2 separate regions of the Sus scrofa genome follow, and region 1 is linked to region 2. The links are chromatin contacts, called in public HiChIP or PLAC-seq maps. All regions are on one chromosome and are shown on one strand. Each heading gives the region's core, a stretch centred on a gene start, on an enhancer-like site or on the middle of the called end of the contact. The rest is flanking DNA. Distances are from core to core; before and after follow the strand shown.

The links. HiChIP or PLAC-seq counts read pairs in DNA pulled down with a chosen protein or histone mark.
Region 1: an H3K27ac HiChIP or PLAC-seq map of skeletal muscle shows a contact between it and region 2, with 3 times the contacts expected there. The contact joins two enhancer-like sites. A contact is called at or near these places in 2 of 47 Hi-C or Micro-C datasets (embryonic fibroblasts and epiblast stem cells) and 1 of 2 datasets of contacts at active chromatin or transcription factors (skeletal muscle).

What each region holds. Positions count from the first base shown.
Region 1 is chr9:114,784,406-114,787,506 of Sscrofa11.1, forward strand. The region is part of intron 19 of DNM3 (dynamin-3); the gene reads left to right. Among named protein-coding and RNA genes, the nearest start is that of PIGC, 40 kb to the right of the region's middle. Within about 2 kb of position 1,421, at least 37 of the 83 cell types and tissues checked have an H3K27ac peak or open chromatin away from gene starts, as enhancers often do. A contact at or near this core is called in skeletal muscle, where this site is marked.
Region 2 is chr9:114,704,724-114,707,750 of Sscrofa11.1, forward strand. The region is part of intron 16 of DNM3 (dynamin-3); the gene reads left to right. Among named protein-coding and RNA genes, the nearest start is that of PIGC, 120 kb to the right of the region's middle. Within about 2 kb of position 1,533, at least 16 of the 83 cell types and tissues checked have an H3K27ac peak or open chromatin away from gene starts, as enhancers often do. A contact at or near this core is called in skeletal muscle, where this site is marked.

The DNA.
Region 1 (3,101 bases), core at 171-2,670, 80 kb after region 2:
CCAGAAAGCAAATCAGAAAAGCAAGGCTTTAGGACATTTCTCTTTACGGTATTCTCATTGCACTCCTGCTTTGCACCCTAGTCTTTCTGAGTCCGCTTGTCTCGCACTTGGGCCCTACACCCAATCATACAGGACAGTCTTCCTTTGGTTACTCCGGCCGGACACCTGCCTTCTAGCTGTGTTTGGCGGGCCAGCAGGATGAGGTAATAATCAGAAGAAAATGTTCTGGTTCTTTGGCCTCATCTGCACACAACATTATTCAAAACAGTTTTCTGTGAGTGAGAACAGAGTTGCTTTGAGATCCTACAGTGCAGCATTCTGTGGGGGTTAGGAAGAACAAAACTGTAAACTTTTTTGATACCTTCTAGAATAATAGAAATATAAATTATTTCTGCCCTTGCCCATGCTCTCAGTGATGTTTACAGACAGATAGATGTAGAAATGGAAACCTTTCCTTTGTAAACATTCTGGCTTTACTCTCTTCAGGTCCCGCCATCTCCTTAAGCACAGCTCCCAGGGTCATTACAGCAGTGTTTTCCTAAAAGCATCTTTTGTGGACTATTTCTCCAAGATGATGGCAGTCTTTGTAAGACAGATGCCTAAAAGACATATGGTTTTCATAGATTTTTCTGTCTAGACTAGCTTTATTTAGTGACTTTGGGTCTGAATTGGTCTAGTTAAAGTTTCTGTAGGAGCTTGTATAAAATTTTTAAATGTGGGCACACTGCATTTACCATTAAGGTGTAAAACAAAAAGTTTGACTTCTTATTGGCGAGTGAGTAAAAGGGATGGGTTGAAAATTTCCTTCGGGTTAAGTAATTCTGATCATCCTGTATGCTCAGCCGTTCATTCCTCTCCCACAGCACTGTCCAAAATGGAAAGGCTTACCCTAAAAATCCAGTAACTCTTAAATTCATATGCTTCTCACTCTTTTTTCTGAATAAATTCTTTGTATTCCAGTTGTGTGTGTGTGTGTGTGTGTGTGTGTATGTGTGTTAGAAAGCTCTAATTCCTTCTGCAGACTCTTTACATGGCCCAAGGGACATATGATTCCTTGCCCTTTTAGCACCAGTTTTTACAAACACAGCATTTCCCTCATTTTAAAAAAGCGCCCAACAAGCCACTGAGTAAAGGAAACGAACATTCAGGAATTTTTGTATGCGCCTTCAAACGCCGATGAAATTTTCGTTTTAAAATGTGGTTTTTGAGCCTGTGTCAAAGACTCATTTAGAAACAATATGACCCTTCAGGAGGAAAAGAATAGTTTCTAGACTTGCCAAGAAATCGGCCTTTTGCTCTCTGTTTTGTAAGAGCTAACACCACACATCCATTCCCAGTTTAACTGCATATCAGAACGAAGAGGCTCATGGAAGGGAGAAAATGTGGGCTGTTCTGTCTCCACCAGTCTCATCACTTGGCTTCGCACTAAGCATTTAATTGGACTCGGTCACATATTTGTCCACTGACATGGCAGCTTGCAAGGCACACTGCCTCTCTGTTTTTCTGTTTGCTTTCAGCTTTTTTGTTTTTAAATTTTTAAATCTAAGGCATGTTAGAGCTCCTCCTGCTGGAATCTTTCTTTCTAAGTCCCTGGGATTCTAATTAGTAAACGGTAACTCATCTCTGTTTTTTCCACTCACACTGATACAAGTGACCAGAAAATGCCACGTGGTGCATTTAAAACTGGCCTTTTAATTCATGGTGTATACAGGTCAGGCAGAAATGAAATGCTGGTACAACATAAACTCTAAGTCTTCAAATTTCTCATGCTCAGTTTTTTGTTGTTGTTGTGGTTACAAAAATAAGAGAATTAGAAAGTTAACTTTCACATCAGTATTTATATTTACATATTTACCTTCTAGAGGTAAGACCCTAAGTCACATACTCATGCCAGAAGGATTCTTGCTCTCTATCAGAAAGGGGCAGAGGGTCTTTTCCAGCTTTCCAAAGCAGAAATTAATTTTGCAGTTTTGTACTAGATCCAAGGTGTTGCCTTTCCCCTCTTTATCTTAGCTTCTCTTTCTTCTTCTCCCTGACTTGAGATGACAAAGGAGTGTGCATCTCCAAAGTGGAAGTTTGCCTCTCCCAGTAGCTAGTCCTTAGCACCTCCTTCCCAACCTCTCCTCCTTCCCCCAAAAGTCTGAGTTGGCCAACCCCTTCCCCTGGTGCCTGGGGTGGGAGTGAGGGGAAGGGCAGGGAGAAGAGGACAGAAGCAGATGAAGAGGGTTAGAAATAGTTTTACCCCAGCTACCATCAATGGGACTAGGTTTCTCCATACAGCATGTAAGTTCTTGGAGATCTCTCTGGGGGTTTCTTGAAAGAAAGAAGAGGTAGAGAGGGAGAGAGAAGGGAGGAAGGGAAGAGGGTGGAGAAAGAGAGAGAGAGAAAATCATCAGAGGGGACACTGCCTAAATTCATCCAACAGCCATGAGCATGTAAATCTCTTTAAAAACCACATCCTTTCTCTCTGTGTAGTTTTCTCATCACTGTATTCTGTAACCTTCTGCTTCTTTGCATATCTTTTAGTCTTCTGTACCCAGCTTATCTGTGTCAGTGATATAGTACAGAGGCTAAAATACAAAAATTAATCTCAAAAATAATGCTTTTTAGGAATCATATTTTAAAACAACTAAAAACCCTCTAAAGGCATTTGTTTCATAAATTAGGACTTGGAGCAAAACAAGTAATTTTGCCACTTGTGATAAAGAATAAGACAACACTTGATTCTCAAACTGACAGTGACTGCTTTTTCGAATTTTTTTCTCCCCCTTCATACATACTGCCTCCTATTCCTGGAATGCCATCCCCCTCAACTTTTCCCGTTTTCTTCAAGTCCTCCTAACCCCCAACCTCTTTCTATCTCCAGTCTGAGACTCCAGGTGTCCCTGAAACTCTTGAGGCATAATCCTGCCATGGCACTTACCCCACTGTGGTCACTGTTGACATGCCTTTCTTCCCAACTCAACTAAAAACTCTTGGAACAGTGACTTTCTTTCTGTACCTCTCACTCTTAATACAGTACCTAGAATGTAAACAAGGCTTATCGAGAGAAAGAAAGAAAATAAAATGAGTTAGTGTGCAATGCTCAATCAAAATTTATT
Region 2 (3,027 bases), core at 283-2,782:
TTCATAAGCCTATCCTCAGGTGTTGGTTGGCTGGCTATCTGAAAGAAGCAGCTCCCAAATTCGTGCATGTACTGAAGCTAAATTTGGTGCAGATTGTTTTGCATGTTTGCTAAGTCAAACCTCAACTTTTTACAAGGTTTTTTAGCTGCATAGATAGCTGGTCCTCCCTCTAGAGTATGATTTCTTAATAGATGAAAAATGACAGTAGAAAGTGAAGCACCCTGGAACTTCACTACACCTCTGAATTCAGGACTCTTCCAGGCATAATTCATGATTTAGGACTGCCTTGGAGGCTGAACCTTCCCATAATAAAAGTCTTTTGGGGACATCAGAAAGTCTTTTTGGCTATATTCTACAACTGGACTTTTCTCTGTGTCAAATGACACTTAGGGGATAAGGTCTGTGTATCACTCAATGGTGATGAGGAATGGCCCCAGACTCCCATAAATATTTATTAACATGGTAATGACCACTCTCATGCATATACCCAGCAGTCTCATGCACAAGGCTGAAGATGCTCTTGCTAGCCCTGCTCTGCATAGCTTCATTCTTAGCTTATTCAGCAGCACTTCCCACAGAAATTAGAGCAGCTACATGACCAGTTCCAAAGACTTTAGTTTTTCTTCAATGGAGATATTTCAAGGATCTAAATATAAATGCTGCCACACAGAGTAGTGGAGGAATTATAAAGCATTTAGTGTTTGCCAGTCATGACTATTCTGCCTTTCTCAGAATAGACAATTGGGAAATGATTGAAGGAAACAAAAAAATGGCAAAGCCACCCCACATCCTCTGCTTGTACACTTCTTGTATTTAAGGATTAAGGCCCCCTGCTCTGTGACATCACTGTTGCCACTACAAACAGAACCATCTGCCACGGAGCAGGGAAGCCAGTCATTCCCTAATGTGCAGAAATACTTGGTTGAACTCCTGAAACTTATTTGGTACATCAAAAGCTGCACTGCTGTGGAATGCAATAAACCCCATCTGTTTGAGGTATTTTCAGCAATACTGCACTTCTTTGGAGAACTGGGGTCCCATTATTCTCTAATATAGAACTTTATTCCTGATAAAATTCCCCATAGGGATCTTTATTGCCTTATTGAATTATTGGCATATTCTTTACAAAAGACCCTTTTTTCCCCAACTTCATTCATCCTTGTACAATTATTTATGTATCACATAAACCAATGGTTAATGGTTATATCATGGCAAATCACTGTGTCAAAAAGTTTCTCTACACTATTTTATCAGTGTCTTTAAATTTATGTTTTTATTAAATATGATGGCCATGATGGTACTTGAATTAGACATTTCCCCAGAGTCATCAATTGACGTTGTTTTCCAGAAAATACACTCTCCTGTGATCATTGCCTAGCTGTTCTTTAGAAGACTTCTGTATATATTGCTTCCCCCCACACATGGTCTCTCAAAACTAAATGCCAGATCTCCAGCCCAACCTCTTACTCCACCCTGTGCTCAGGCTCTTCCACAGATGCACACACTTTGCTCACAGCTCTCTGCAACTCTGCATCTCAGCAGAGAGAGAAATTCCTTCTGGGCCCCTTGTGAGAGGAGTTCAGATCTGTTCCCTGCCCATATCCCATCACGTCTCCCCCACAGGATCTGACCTTGAGAGGACTCGGCTGCCCTGGGAGTAATGAATCACCGTTTTATTTTTTTAAGCCATATGTGAGTTAAATTGTTTGATGTAAATCATACTCCTGCAGCTCCAGTTTGAAACAGGAGAGCCATTTGCCTGCCGCCTGTCGCTGTCTGCTCTCTGTGTCTCTATCCAGAGTGTCCCTTTTAGAAATGACTACATTTTTGTGACTAATCTTTCCAAACCCATTTTCTTGAATGTGGACCAGTGTTTATTTTGACTGCCTCCCCACTATACAGTTTTTGCTTCCCATGCCAACCCAAGACAAAACTCATAATTTGCAAAATAAAGGAATGGTACAGATGGAGCGCTTAACTTGGTCTGCTTCCCCTGTCTCCCTTGAACCACCCACTCCTTTCCTCTGCTCTTTTTCTTTCTTTCTTTTCTTTTTTTTTTAACCATCTTCTTCGAAGCCAAGGATGCGATGTTTGTTTAAAAATGCATTGGCTGATGAAATTTTCCACTGCTTGGCATGTTGGAGGAGGGACTGTCAGGAAAGGGCAAGCCGACATACTAAATACTTTGCCTTTCATGCTAACAGTTCACTTATTACCAATTCAAACCAATGCTTTTTGGCCAGTTTCCCGTACTTTCAGTATTTCAAGTAGAAAGAAAGGGGGAAAATCTCTGTCATCATTTTGTGCTGTTATAAATGTATGATTTCATTTAATATAAGCAGATTCTTTGACTTGTCCATGAGCTCTGATTATGTATGTGTATGAATGGGATGTCAGTGAATGGTTAAATTATTTGTTTGGATTTTGCTCTAGCATGAAAAACCTCGTGATTTTAAAATAAATTTATGTTTAACATATTTCTTCTTCATTTTTTTTCCTTGCGGCTACATGCACAGGGGAACAACAAAGTAAGTTCTTTGTCCTACTGCAGCTCCTCTATCTTTCCAGCCCCTACCCCCTTTCTGCATGTGCCTGGACGAGGGTATTTTCATGCATTTTGAAATGACCAATGCCTGTGACAATGCACAGAAAATGGAGGGTGTGCAAATTTTGGAGGAAACAAAGCTTGGACTACCATCATGGCTGTTCATTTTTGACCTTTTAGAAGGGAAATATCATATTCCTCAGGATTGGTTATTGGACAGTGCAGAGAGGTTGTTCTTATAAGGAAATAGATCAACACTGAGAGCAAAGATTATGGAGATTTAATAATGAGGACTCTTCTGCAGAAAGGGTACAACAGTCTGATGAAACAGTGCAGCTGAAGTTTTTGACCAAAAATCAAAGCTCTCATGTTAATGTGCAGTTATAAAAACCCTGAACTGGAGTCTTAAATAGCAGGATGACTGGCTTTGTTGGTGAAACTGAACTAGATCAGTGCTCTGGCTTTGAAGGTGCCTTAAAATG